Regions from separate parts of the Mus musculus genome. Here regions 1 and 2 are each linked to region 3. The links are chromatin contacts, called in public HiChIP or PLAC-seq and promoter capture Hi-C maps. All regions are on one chromosome and are shown on one strand. Each heading gives the region's core, a stretch centred on a gene start, on an enhancer-like site or on the middle of the called end of the contact. The rest is flanking DNA. Distances are from core to core; before and after follow the strand shown.

Region 1 (4,261 bases), core at 1,192-3,691, 580 kb before region 3:
TAAAGCACTCCCCCGTGCCCGTGCTTGCTAGTGCCTGGCCCAGCTGTCTCCCTGCCAGCGCAGTGACGTTACACCTACATTAGCGTGTTTTATTGAAACAGGAAGAAAACGGAGGCTCAGAGAGGGAAGCCACGAACCCTGGTGGATAAGCACGCGCTCTGGCCACAGACGAGTTTCTGGTTTGCCTGCTAAGCTCCTTGACCTTGGCATGACTTAGGCAATCTTTCTAATCTTTAAAAAGGGATTAGACTGGGGTGTACCTTGCAGCACCTTCTGAGGGCTGCCCTCCACCTGCCCCTGTGGCACTTCATTCTCCCTAGTCTCACACTTGTAATCAAAGGCAACGCTGTACCTGCCTGTCATGGAACGTTTGCAGCCATCAAGCAAGTGATAAAATGCTCAGAGGTTCCTCCTGGACTTCCCACCTATCCAGACCCCAGAGCTCAGCATCATCAAGGTCACAAACCAGGAGAGGGCCCCATATTTGCTTCTGGTGGTCATCTGTAGCTCCTACACACTCGAATAGAAGCCATTCCCATGAACTGTCCCAAACCCTGGCAATGATTAATATTTAAAAGACAAAATCATGTTGAGACTCTGCCTGGGAAATGTGTGGTTGAAGCAGTTCCCACAGGAGCTGAGACAAGGATGCAGAATGGGAGGCTCTATAGCCTCAGCTCTAACTTTCAGGGCCCTTTGCCTGTCTTGAGCCAGCGTGGTCTTTCGAAGCTCGACAATGTCCATACATAATCCAATCTTGGCTCCTAGCCCTGGGCTGTCTTCTCTCTTTCTCCTTCCCTCACTCCCTCCCCTTCTCTAAGCTGGCCCAGGCCCAGCCACCACCTACAGTGACAGCCTCATCACCACTGACAAGCCCAAGTAGGGATCTGCCTTCCTGAGCTAGCTGCTCTCTCTGCATGGTGACTGAAGCCACCCCAAGGGACTGAGACATTTTCAGGAGTCTGGGCTGGGGACACCAGGTTGACTGTGCAATAAACCCAGCTTTCCCCAAGGACACGCAGAGGCACCAGCCACCTGCAGGGTGACATCGGACCCCTCTTGCCTGCTCCTCTGGCTGCTCTGCCCAGCCTCTGCCAGGGACAGGCAGCTGCGTCAGGCAGGCTGAGCCTAACTCAGCAGCATCACCACTTTCTGCTGTGTGACCTTGGCCAAGGGCCTTCCCTGAAGACCCCACCCCCACCTCAGTTTCCCTATCCATATGACCAGAACAAGCTAACGTCTGGGACACCTTCTCTGTGCCCACTCTGATTTTGAACAACTTGTATCCACAGAGCCATTGACCCCTTAATGTACTGTGTTGCTGCACCCATCCTACAGCTGATAGAGCAGAACCCGGAGATGGTGACACTGGCCTGAGACCTGTCTCAACGTTTCCCTCCATTTCAACATTCTGACGTTGTTTAAGGTAGAATCAGCCTGGGGGAGCCCAGGGGAAAACCCAGTAGAGTAACACTGCTTGGGCTTTCCACCCCACATCCTGAGCTCTTGTCAAACGCTGCTGCTATTCCCACTGCCCTCGTTAACATTGCCTAAGCACTGAAGTTCCTGATAGCTCCAAGACCCCTTCTTCTTGGAGCTCACATGACAAGGCCTCAGCGCTGACCTCTTGACTAGGGGATAGCACCAGCTGAGATGCTGTCCTGTCTATCTAGCCTGATCTCCCCACCCCTGCTTCCTCCTTCAAAATGCTTGGTCAGTGCCTGGCATGAGCTAGGATCATGAATGCTACTTATGTACTAGGCTGGACTGGGCAGGTTGGGAGGGTGCTCCACTAGAGCAAGGGGAGGGGGTGAGAACCCATGCAGGTTGGAGGGTAACCTTGCAGATAGTATTCAGATCTCTGGTCTGAATGCTGACTTCCTGCAAAGGAGGAGGGGCTGGCTTTGAGTCAAGGAACTAGGACTGCTGTGCAATCCCTGGCAGGAAACCATGCCAGGGTCAGCTGGCCAAGACTTCTTTCACCCACAAAATGTCACTCAGCCCCCCGGTCCTCAGGGCAGCTTGGCTTTGGCATCTTCCCTGGTGGGACTTGGAGTCGGTCTTGTATCAGGCAGGGCCCTCTGGTTCTGCTCAGCCACCCCCAGGTCTGTCTTTGCTCACAGTCCCCCACCCCTCAATGCAGTGATAGAGAAGCCATGGGGTGACTTACATGGGAACAGAACCTTTCAGGGGGGTCTCCGCACGTGATGCCTGAGGGCTCCACTTTGACCTTGACATAATCCTTCAGGCGCATCACCTTGGGCTGGCAGGCATAGAATTCCCAGGTGGGGCCCTCATCTGTGGTCACCCAGGATTTGCAGATGTCATAGTCCCCAGAGACCAGCGGGAGGCAGTGCAGGAAGAGAGCCAGCAGGCGCAGCATGGCTGCGCAGTCCGAATGGGTGGGGCCCAGAGCGGCACTGGAGAAGTGGTGGTGGGGTCAGGGGGCACTTGGGACCTCAGCATGGAAATGTCACATCTGCCAGGCGGTGGTGTCTGGGGTGTACCGTTGACTTAAGCACTGCAGGTCTGCCAATAGTGGGAGCTTGTGTTTTCCAAATGGCTGATACAGAAAATCCAGAGCCAGCGTTTCTCAGGCTGCTGATGGGCAGATCAAAAAGTTGCCTGTAACTTGGTGTCCTCCTAACCTTGGTGTTACACCTCCCCTGGAGGTGAAGCTGATCAAATCGGGCAGACTCTCAAATTGTGACAGTGGATGGAAATGGGATAAGGAGGAAATCTGCAGGGATCCGGCATGGGGCTGGATCAGATTGCTTTTAATTTTTGTCCTTCCAATCAATCCAGGTCTTTAAAGGGCCCTTAATGTGCGACGTGCTGCACACAACCGCATACCAGCCTGCACGGTGAAGATAACACGGAATCAGGAGGTGGGCGTGTTAGATGGACACAGTCCCCTCTTTGGGACTGGACTTGGTCTCTCAGACCAATAAAAAGATTTCTTTTCATATGGGCTGAAAGTGACAACAACCCTGTGAATGGACTATACAAAAAGCCACTGAGGTGCTAACTGGAGAGGCCATTTGCCTCTGCTCTGGTATGGGGCCAAGGCACGGGGGCCAGCTGACCTTGGCTCATAGCCATTGGCCACTTATTGTGAAATTCCGGAGACTTCAACTCTCACTTCATCCAGGTACCTGGGCTCAGGCTTGGCTTTCATTGTGAAGAGAAAAGAGAGAGAATGTGTTCATTAGCAGCAGCACCTGCAACAAATTAAGGGGGTGGGCAGTTAGAGACATAGAAGAACAAAGCTGTCTGGCAAAATGTGTACAAAAAATAGGTTGCATTAGCACAATCTCCAGAGAAAGCTGGGCTATTTTGTTTTTTATTAATATCTGAGTTACATGTTTAGAGATGGGCGCGCTATTAAAAAGGTGGTGTATCTCTTCATCGTCTGGAGGGTGTTTGTTCAATGGGAGTGACCTGTCTTGAGGATCAGGAACTTCCTAAAGCGTCCCCCCCCCCCCAAGAGCCAAGGTTTAACAGTTGCCTTAACACACTAGGCCAGAACAGACAAAATGTTCAAGTTGTCAAAAGAGGCCCTGAGCATCCGACAGAGCATACTGTGCTCCTCCCGCTACAGCCCAATAGGAAGGTCTCTGTGTGGGCCACCCGCAGTCCACTCCCTGTCACCCACACCACGAGAAACCATGAATTAAACGAGTTAACAGCGAGAGGCTGGGATGCCGCAAGCTTCCACAGGAATAAAGTGTTTTGTTGTGTTAGACTCTCTGACCAAGGCCAACAGTTTGCAATCATTTTAGGAGAGTAGCATCTATTTTAAGCCAGCAGTAATCATTTAAAAGCGAAAATAGATATAGCTAATAGGAGTACTGCGTCTAGAAACACATGACTCTCAGACTCTAGTGTATTCCCAGGCTTGAGCTACATGGGAGAATCAAGAGTCCTGGGCAGCATGGGACCCCCACCAAAACCCCTGGCCAACGGGAGCAAAGGTTTTGTGATGGATGTAGAAAATAAGAAAGTAAATAAGTAAGTAAGTAAATAAATAAATAAAGTCTCTGTTATTAATTATTCTGGTTATAATGCTCACAGTTGCTGCCTTTAAATTCCCTAACCTCACATATGGCGGCCTGACTCTCACCTGAAGGAAGCCCCTGTTAGCCATTATATACCAAAAGTCCCAGAGGAGTTAATTGTGTTTATATGAAACACTGCCACACAGACACAGCACATTCCTGCCCTCAGATGACAGGCAGGAGGATGGGACATTTTGGTCCAA
Region 2 (3,698 bases), core at 757-3,256, 560 kb after region 3:
CTTCTGATCCTCCTGCCCCTCTCAGGTTCTGGAATTACAGGCATGCTCCATCTGGCCTTTTTTTTTTTTTTTTAAAAGACAAATTCCTGCATGGGCTGGAATCCCAATCTCCTACCTTTACCTCCCAGTTGCTACAATTTTAGGGTGTCCACCCAGCTAAATATTTTATATAATTAAAAAATAGCAAAAGCAAGTGTGTGTGGCGGACCATACCATTAGTCTCAGCACTTGGGAGGCAGTGGCAGGTGGATCTCAGTGAGTTTGAGATCTGCACAACATCTACATAATGAGTTCCAGGCCAGTCAAGTTTACACACTGAGACCCTGCCTCGGGGGGAAAAAGATTCCTTCATTATTTACTTACCCTCAGAGCTTTCTGTACCCTCAGCACCAGCTATTCCCTCAGAGACTCAGTGGCTCAGCCCCACCCACCTCCCCCACAAGAAGTCCAGCTTTTCTTCCTGCTGGAGACTCGCCCCAATAACTCCCACACATTTTCAGTTCTTCATCTTGTCACTTCCTTAGGGATGCTCTCTCTGTGTTTCTGGGACTCTGAAGAAGGGCAAGGCAGCCTGACCTTCCATGGGTGCCCTCTCTCTCAGAGAACTATTCTAGGAAGCTCATGACCACGTCTCACACCTCTTTCTTTCAAAGGCTAATAATGACTTTGCCTGAGAGAGAGAGCTAAGGGCAGGTGACTAGGAGGTGGGCCCAGCTGGATAAGTTCAGGCTGGGTAGGGAGACGGAAGACAAGCTGAACACCACTGGGGGATTCTGAGTCCCCAGCCTACTTAGAGTAACCTACAATTCTGGCTTCCACGGGCTGCCAGACTAAGCCACTGTAGCTAGTGACCTCAGAACATAGAATATGGAGGGCCAAGGCTCCAACCTAGACCTACTGGGTACCCCCAGGTCTAAGGCAGACCCGGAACCTGCTTTTATTTTTATTTTTTTACTGTACATGCTCTGGGCCTTAGTCAGAGGTCAGAGAACCGTTGCATACTGGCAGAGGCAGACAAGGAAATAATTACAGTCAAGTGTAGCCAGAGATGAGGTAGGCAAAGGAGGTGCAATTGTGGGAGACCACTGGAACTCCCCCACCCCCTTTCTGAGGTAGCCCAGACTGGCTTCCAACTCACAGAGATCCCCCTGCTTCTGTGGAGGCCCTTCTCTTAATTTTCAGAACCTGAAGCTATGAACTGACAAGTCAGCCTGGGCCAGGCAAATGGGGCAGGAGTGTGTGTGCCCATTCCTTGCAGAGAAATTTGAGGAATTGGAATCTGGCCTAGACAGTAAGTAGGTCTGTCTGGAGAGAGTTGGTTCAGAAAGGGGACGTGGGTGGGAGGTGTGGCTGTTTCTTCAAGAATGTTTCTTCAAGAATGGGGAAACAGAGAAGGGTAGATGGAACATCTGGATTATACTGAAAATGGTCCCAAGTGGCCTCACTACGCTACGGCGTAATTGAAACGTATAGCATCCCATCTAAGATATCTACAATATGTGCTACATCCCAGAAGTGAGGACCAATAATTTTTTTTTAACAGAAAAGTTCCTTTGCGGAACTGCACCTCTTGTCTGTCAGTAAAGGGCAATAAAAAACTGCACTAGGTCTTTGACTTCAGTTTACATTTATGGACAGGAAGCCAGAACCTGGAGGACGAGGCAGAATGATGCTGGGGCAAGCCTAGCCTTCATAGTGAGGAACACATTTTTGTTTTCCAAATGGGTCGGTTGAGACCCGGTGGTGCTGAGGCTGCTCCTCCACTGCGCTCTGGGTTCTCAGGAGCTTTAACTCTGGGCGCAGGTGCCAGCCTAACCAAAGCTCCCACCAAAGTACAACACGCCCCCCGAGATAGCGCCTGATTGGCTCGCCCTTCCCACACGCCGAGCTAAGCTTACCTTTTGATTGGCTGTTCTGCGCTCTGTCCTGCGCTGCGAGTGCTCCATTCTCTTGATTGGTTAGTCAACTACCTGAACTCGCACGGGATTGGACACTGGCAAAGCTGCGCGAGTCCCCGCTCTCTGATTCGCCGCACGGGCCAGCCTCACGACCTGCACACTGAATGGCTGCGCCACTACCTGCAATCGGCCTCGGATTGGGTGCGTGGCGTCTCCCCGGCGTGATAGGTCAGGACCACCGCCCCCCTTGCTCCCCATTGGCTGCTCTGCGAAGCCCGGTCTCCGGGTAAGATGGCAGCGGACGGACAGTGCTCGCTCCCCGCTTCATGGCGGCCAGTGACCCTCACCCACGTCGAATACCCTGCAGGTAAGAGCCTGCCCCGGCTCCGAGGACGTTCTCCTCGAGCTGCCGCCACAGCCCCGGGCGTTCCGGGCCGCGCGGACCGCCTTCGGGGCGCCTTGGAACCGCGGTGGGAACTGTCAAACAGCGAGCCTTGGAGGGGCTCGGCCGGCGCGCGCGCCGCGCAGGCGCAGTGAGGCGGCGATGAGCAGGGAGAAATTGCGAGCGGCTCGCTCGTGTGCTCTGCGGCTGCGCGGCCGAGTCGCTCTCCGGGGTCCCGGGGTGCTGGTGGGCTGTCCTGGGCCGGGGGAGGGTCTGGATAGGGCGGGCGAGGATCTGGGCCTGGACTTTGTCCCTTGTGCCCCGCCCTCCCCCGAGCCAGAGAGGCCGCACTCCTGCTCGGCTGTGCAGGGAGTGACAGTTTCCTTCACTACGCTGCGGGCTGCTCACTGGAGAAAGCTCCCAGTTGCAGGGAGTGTGCAAACCCAGGCCAGGTTTGGGAGAATTTGCGGCGCCACGCCCTGAGCAGCGCGGCAGAGGCCAGCCGCCAAGGGGGCATGCAGCCCCTGGGAGCCTGACTTGTAAGAGCTTCCATCTGACACGCCTCTGGGAGTGCCCGCCTCTCTGGTGGGAAGGTCCATTAGCCATGGTTCTGAAGTTCCGGCTCGGCTCCATAGAGTGGAGCGGAGCGGAGCTTAGGCCTTGGGGTGAGACGTTTCCGGGCTCCAGGGTAGGCACCACCCCTCCAGTCACTTCATCTTAAGTGGCTCCAAGTACAGTGTCTCCTTTCTGTAATGGTGTGTGACTCAAATGACCACAGGCCTAAGAGGTGCTGGGCACAGAGCCTGGCCCACAGTGGACACCCAGTAAATACCTGTAGTTTATCTCTCTAGCTTGCCAGCACCCTCCCTGGATAAATGTTTGTTGCTGAGCAGCCGGGGCCCCCTTGCTGGCCTCTGGTTGTCCAGGAAGGGCCTGTCCTCTTGGGTAGAGGGCCTGAGAACTTGGGTCTGCTGAGAACACAGGGCCACAGGCCAGGAGAACTTTGCCTCTGGGTGTTCTGGGTTATACTTAAGGTGTGGCAGTCCAGGGATGGGCCCTATCAAAGTGCCTGTTCATTACCCAACCACCCATCCATCCATTCATTCTGCATTCCCTTAGCATAGCATCTCCCGGGTGCAAGGCCCTGGGCCAGCTCGGGGTTTGGAATGATGAAGTCCCTGCACTCTTGTTCTATGGAAAGTCTCTGCCCCTGAGGAGGGAAAACAGGCCTGGTGAAGGGGAGAGACCTGACTGGGGTCTCCACAGCTTCCCGACTCTCCGTCCTTGGCGTCAGAGTAGCTTCTTGGAGGGCTCATGGCCTTTCAGGTGAGAAGAGCCTGCAGCTGTGAACACCATAACACATACAAGGCTGTGTGTGCTGTGGGGGCTGGTTGAGCCCGAGGATATCTGGCAAGGTA
Region 3 (3,855 bases), core at 720-3,219:
ATTTGCCAACTCCTACACCCCCCCCCCCCCAAAAAATGCATTTAGAACAGTTCCATCCCTCCTCCTCAGGGCTTCAATAGCCTTCCTTCTCTCCCAGACTTTACAAGACATAGCTTGGCTCTGCCTACTTTTTTGTTTTGTTTTGCTTTTTCAAAACAGGGTTTCTCTGTGTAGCCCTGGCTGTCCTGGAACTCAAGAGACCTGCCTGCCTCTGCCTCCTGAGCTGGGATTAAAGGTGTGTCCCGCCACGGCCTGGCCTCCTGCCTACATTTTTAGCCTTACCATTGGCCAAGCTCTCTGCTCTCCAATTTGCTCCCTCGATATTCCAGTTAGTTTGCAACTTATGTTCTCCTCATAACTACCTGGCTAACTCTAATAAAAATTTAGAGCCCAGACAGTCCACTTTGGTATTTCTCATATGTATACCACCTGGTACTGTGACCAAACCCAGACCCTTGAGCAGGTGCAAGCACTGTACCATTGGGCTACATCTCCAGTTGACATTTTTCTTATCTTTTTTTTTCTTCATGTTTGTGGATGTGGGTGTATTCCTAAATCATCATTCTCCAATATATATATGATTTATATTTTTCAGTGTACTGTTTTTGTTTTTTGTTTGTTTTTCTAGACAGGGTTTCTCTGTGTAACCCTGGCTGTCCTGGAACTCACTTTGTAGACTAGGCTGGCCTCGAACTCAGAAATCCATCTGCCTCTGCCTCCCAAGTGCTGGGATTTAAGGCATGTGCCACCACCATCCGGTTCAGTGTACTGGTTTTTGCCTGAATATATGTAACTGGAACTGGAGTTAAAGTTGAGGACTGCCATGTGGGTGCTGGGAACCAACCCTGGGTTCTCTAGAATAGTAGCTAGTGCTATTAACCTCTGGGCCATCTCTGTAGTCCACTATTTTATGTATTGAGGCAGGGTCTTTCTGGAACTCAGAGCTTGCTCATTGGCTAGTGTAGGTTGCCAGCTTGCCCTGAGGAAGCCATCGTCACCTCCCTAGCTCTGGTATTGCCATGCTAACCATCATTTCACTTGGGTTGGGGATCTTATCTTTGATCTTTACACTTGCCCAGCAAGTACTTTATCAGATGAGCCATCTCCACAGCCCTAGCGTTTTTTTCACAAATCTCTATAATTCTAATTTTCTAACATCGGAAAATTTATTTCAGTTTAGGATTTCACATTTATTAGCATGGTTTGTACATTTGATTACGGCTGTCTCCCCGTCTCCCTGCTACACGGAGAGACCTAGAGACAAGAACTTCAGTTACAGCCGTTATTACTGACTCTCCACAGGACCAATCTGCCAGACACATTGTTAACTCAGTAACCGTGGAGTAGAAGACATACAATTCATCATCTGACACAGATGTTTGCATAGTAAGATGGCAGCTCCGGAGAGAGACAACAGGGTCAGAAACAAGAATTTGGAGTTACCTCGTTTTACTCCCTTAAGCGATGTTAGCTGGGTTGACAGGGTTCTTGTTTGTGGGTTCTTTGTTGTTTTTGGTTTTGTTTTGTTTTTGAACCCTGGGTGTCCTGTAATTCCCTACGTAGATCAGGCTGGCCTGGCACTCACATAATCCACCGTCTCTGCCTTTCTGAGGGCTAGGATTAACGGCGTGTGCCACCATGCGTGGCTTAAAAACAGATTTGTAGCCAATGAAAGATCAACAGTACGTGGCTCACAATCATGTCATCGGATGCTGATGAATTTCCCCTTAGACGTCTTTCTTCAGGAAGTCCCTTCCTGCTCGGTTTTTTTTTTTTTTTTTTTGGCCAGGTCCGCAAATAATGTAGACAATCAATTCCGCAGCCCACTGAGCGGGTGCCTTCGTCCAATAGCTGAGCAGTAACGAACGGATTTCGCCCCACCCCGTACCGCCTCTTCCGTTTACGCTTCCTGGTGGCGACCGGAAATAAACGGGCGCTCCGGAAGTTAAAGGGCGTGTCCTGCTAGTTTGGTTTCCTAAACATGGCGGCGCCCTTATGTGTGAAGGTGGAGTTCGGGTGAGTGAGATCTGGGGCGCCTTGGGGATGGAGCGAAGCCATAAGGCTCGGAATTCCGGACCTCTCTTGGCCTGCCGAGGCTGTGTCGCCCTCCGAGAGCCGGGATAATCCCCTGGCCTCTGACTGACGCGGTCTCTGTGGGTGACGAGGCCGTGAGTCCGAGAGTTGAGGCGCACACACGGGTAGGGAGATGCGTTTGGAATCCTTCGCCTTGCTCTGTATCATGTAGGACTGGGAGGCATTGACAGTGAGCAGGCGGTCTTCCGGCATGTTTCACCCGTGCCATTCCGAGCCCGACTCGCCTTGTCTGGTTTTTGAGCTTCTAAGGGGAGCGCACGAGTAGAGACGAACCCTGCTGAATAATCTCAGTTCTGTCTTCCCGCCTAGTGCCTTCCTAGGGGAAGTCTTGGCCAAGACAGGACCTTCCTCTTTCTCAAACCTTGTGTGTGTGTGTGTGTGTGTGTGTGTTTTCGAGACAGGGGTCCTCTCTGTTTGGCTGTCCTGGAACTCACTCTGTAGATCAGGCTGACCTCGAACACAGAAATCCGCCTGTCTCTGCCTCCCAAGTCCTGGGATTAAAGGCGTGGGCCACCACCGCCCGGCATACCTTGGAGTTTTAATTAGATTTTAATCTTTTGCAAAGTAGTTTGGTAAGTGTCTTCTGCAGAGTCCAGAGGAGCTACCGGGGTAAATAAGCTGCCACGGAGGGAGTGACTAACATTGGTAGTATATTATCCTTACTGTGAAAAGGTTCAGAATCCGGGTACACATCACTACTTGAAGGAACACGGGGAAAAGTGAAGATTGTCTCAAATCACCATTGTGTTCTTCCAACACACAGAATGCTTGTCATGGTTTCAAAACCTGCAGAAGACAGACTTCTTCGGAAGCTGAGAACAAAGAACTGAGGCTTCTAGAGATGGGTGGTTGGTTTCTAGAATCTTATGGAAAAGCTAGGGGTGTGTGTGTGTTTGTGTGTGTGTGTGTAGATGAAGAAGCCAAGGTTGAAGTGAAGGGAAACTCAAGGGTAGAGAGAGATGTAAAATTCCTTCCAAATGCCTTTCTTCGCCTTGGATGCCCCCCATTCCTTTCATGTTGTCCCTTCACTAGGCAGTTCATTCACCAGTCATTTATTGAGTGCCTACCATGTGCCAGGCAGTGAGCCAGACACCAAGGATACAAAGATAAATAGCACTCTGTCTAGTCCCTGCAGTGTTCAGCATTTCTGTCCCTTGGAAGGGAGTAGTCTCATGAATGTTAAGTGCAGTTTAATTGATGATATTGTCTTGCTGCTTGGATCCAATTAGGTTGGTCTGGCTTCCTGACTGCTTTACCTCTTCGAACCTTAGCCCAGCTAACACGGTATCCTCCCACCTCCCAAACTGGGCTATGAGGGGACTTCCTGATGCCTTGACCAGCTTCAGCAGAACTGAGAAGGAAGAAGTTACAGGCTCTCAGTGTTAATGTCTGTTGGTAGCCAACTTGCCTTTCATTCTCACTGAGACGTGGTATTTACTCAGCAGAGATGTGATCTTTCTGCCAGATACTGTGCTGGCAACAGTAAGGACGTCATCAAGTAAACCAGACCCTTGCCCTCAGAGTTTACAGACCCATACAGTTACTTTTTTTCTAGCCTCTACCTTCTTTGCCTCTCAGAGCAGCCGGACAGGACAACATTCTTTACCCACCTGTGCATCTCCTTCCACACCTCCCCAGATATGTGACCCATCAGAATTGCAGCTTCTTGGGGCATGGTGGCTCATGTCTGTTATCCCAGCATTTGGAATGCAGGAGCAGTTGGATCTTTGTAATTTTGAAGCTAGGCTGGGTACATAGGAA

Evidence for each region. Promoter capture Hi-C pulls out the DNA fragments that hold promoters and counts their contacts. HiChIP or PLAC-seq counts read pairs in DNA pulled down with a chosen protein or histone mark.
Region 1: a contact with region 3 is called in an H3K27ac HiChIP or PLAC-seq map of embryonic stem cells, with 3 times the contacts expected there. The contact joins the promoter of Ntng2 here to the promoter of Urm1 in region 3.
Region 2: a contact with region 3 is called in a promoter capture Hi-C map of hippocampal neurons, with 2.3 times the contacts expected there. The contact joins the promoter of Dolpp1 here to the promoter of Urm1 in region 3. A contact is called at or near these places in 3 of 39 promoter capture datasets (the HPC-7 cell line, hippocampal neurons and pre-B cells), 1 of 115 datasets of contacts at active chromatin or transcription factors (embryonic stem cells) and 1 of 9 other capture datasets (pancreatic islet).

The regions. Positions count from the first base shown.
Region 1 is chr2:29,245,658-29,249,918 of GRCm38.p6, forward strand. It overlaps Ntng2 (netrin G2), which reads right to left and starts at 2,442. Exons shown (of 7, transcript NM_133500.2): 1 at 2,171-2,442. The coding sequence starts at 2,383. It overlaps 6530402F18Rik (RIKEN cDNA 6530402F18 gene), which reads right to left. Exons shown (of 2, transcript NR_029460.1): 2 at 1-3,221.
Region 2 is chr2:30,390,248-30,393,945 of GRCm38.p6, forward strand. Dolpp1 (dolichyl pyrophosphate phosphatase 1) reads left to right here and starts at 2,007. Exons shown (of 8, transcript NM_020329.4): 1 at 2,007-2,265. The coding sequence starts at 2,190.
Region 3 is chr2:29,825,420-29,829,274 of GRCm38.p6, forward strand. It overlaps Urm1 (ubiquitin related modifier 1), which reads left to right and starts at 1,970. Exons shown (of 5, transcript NM_026615.4): 1 at 1,970-2,016. The coding sequence starts at 1,982.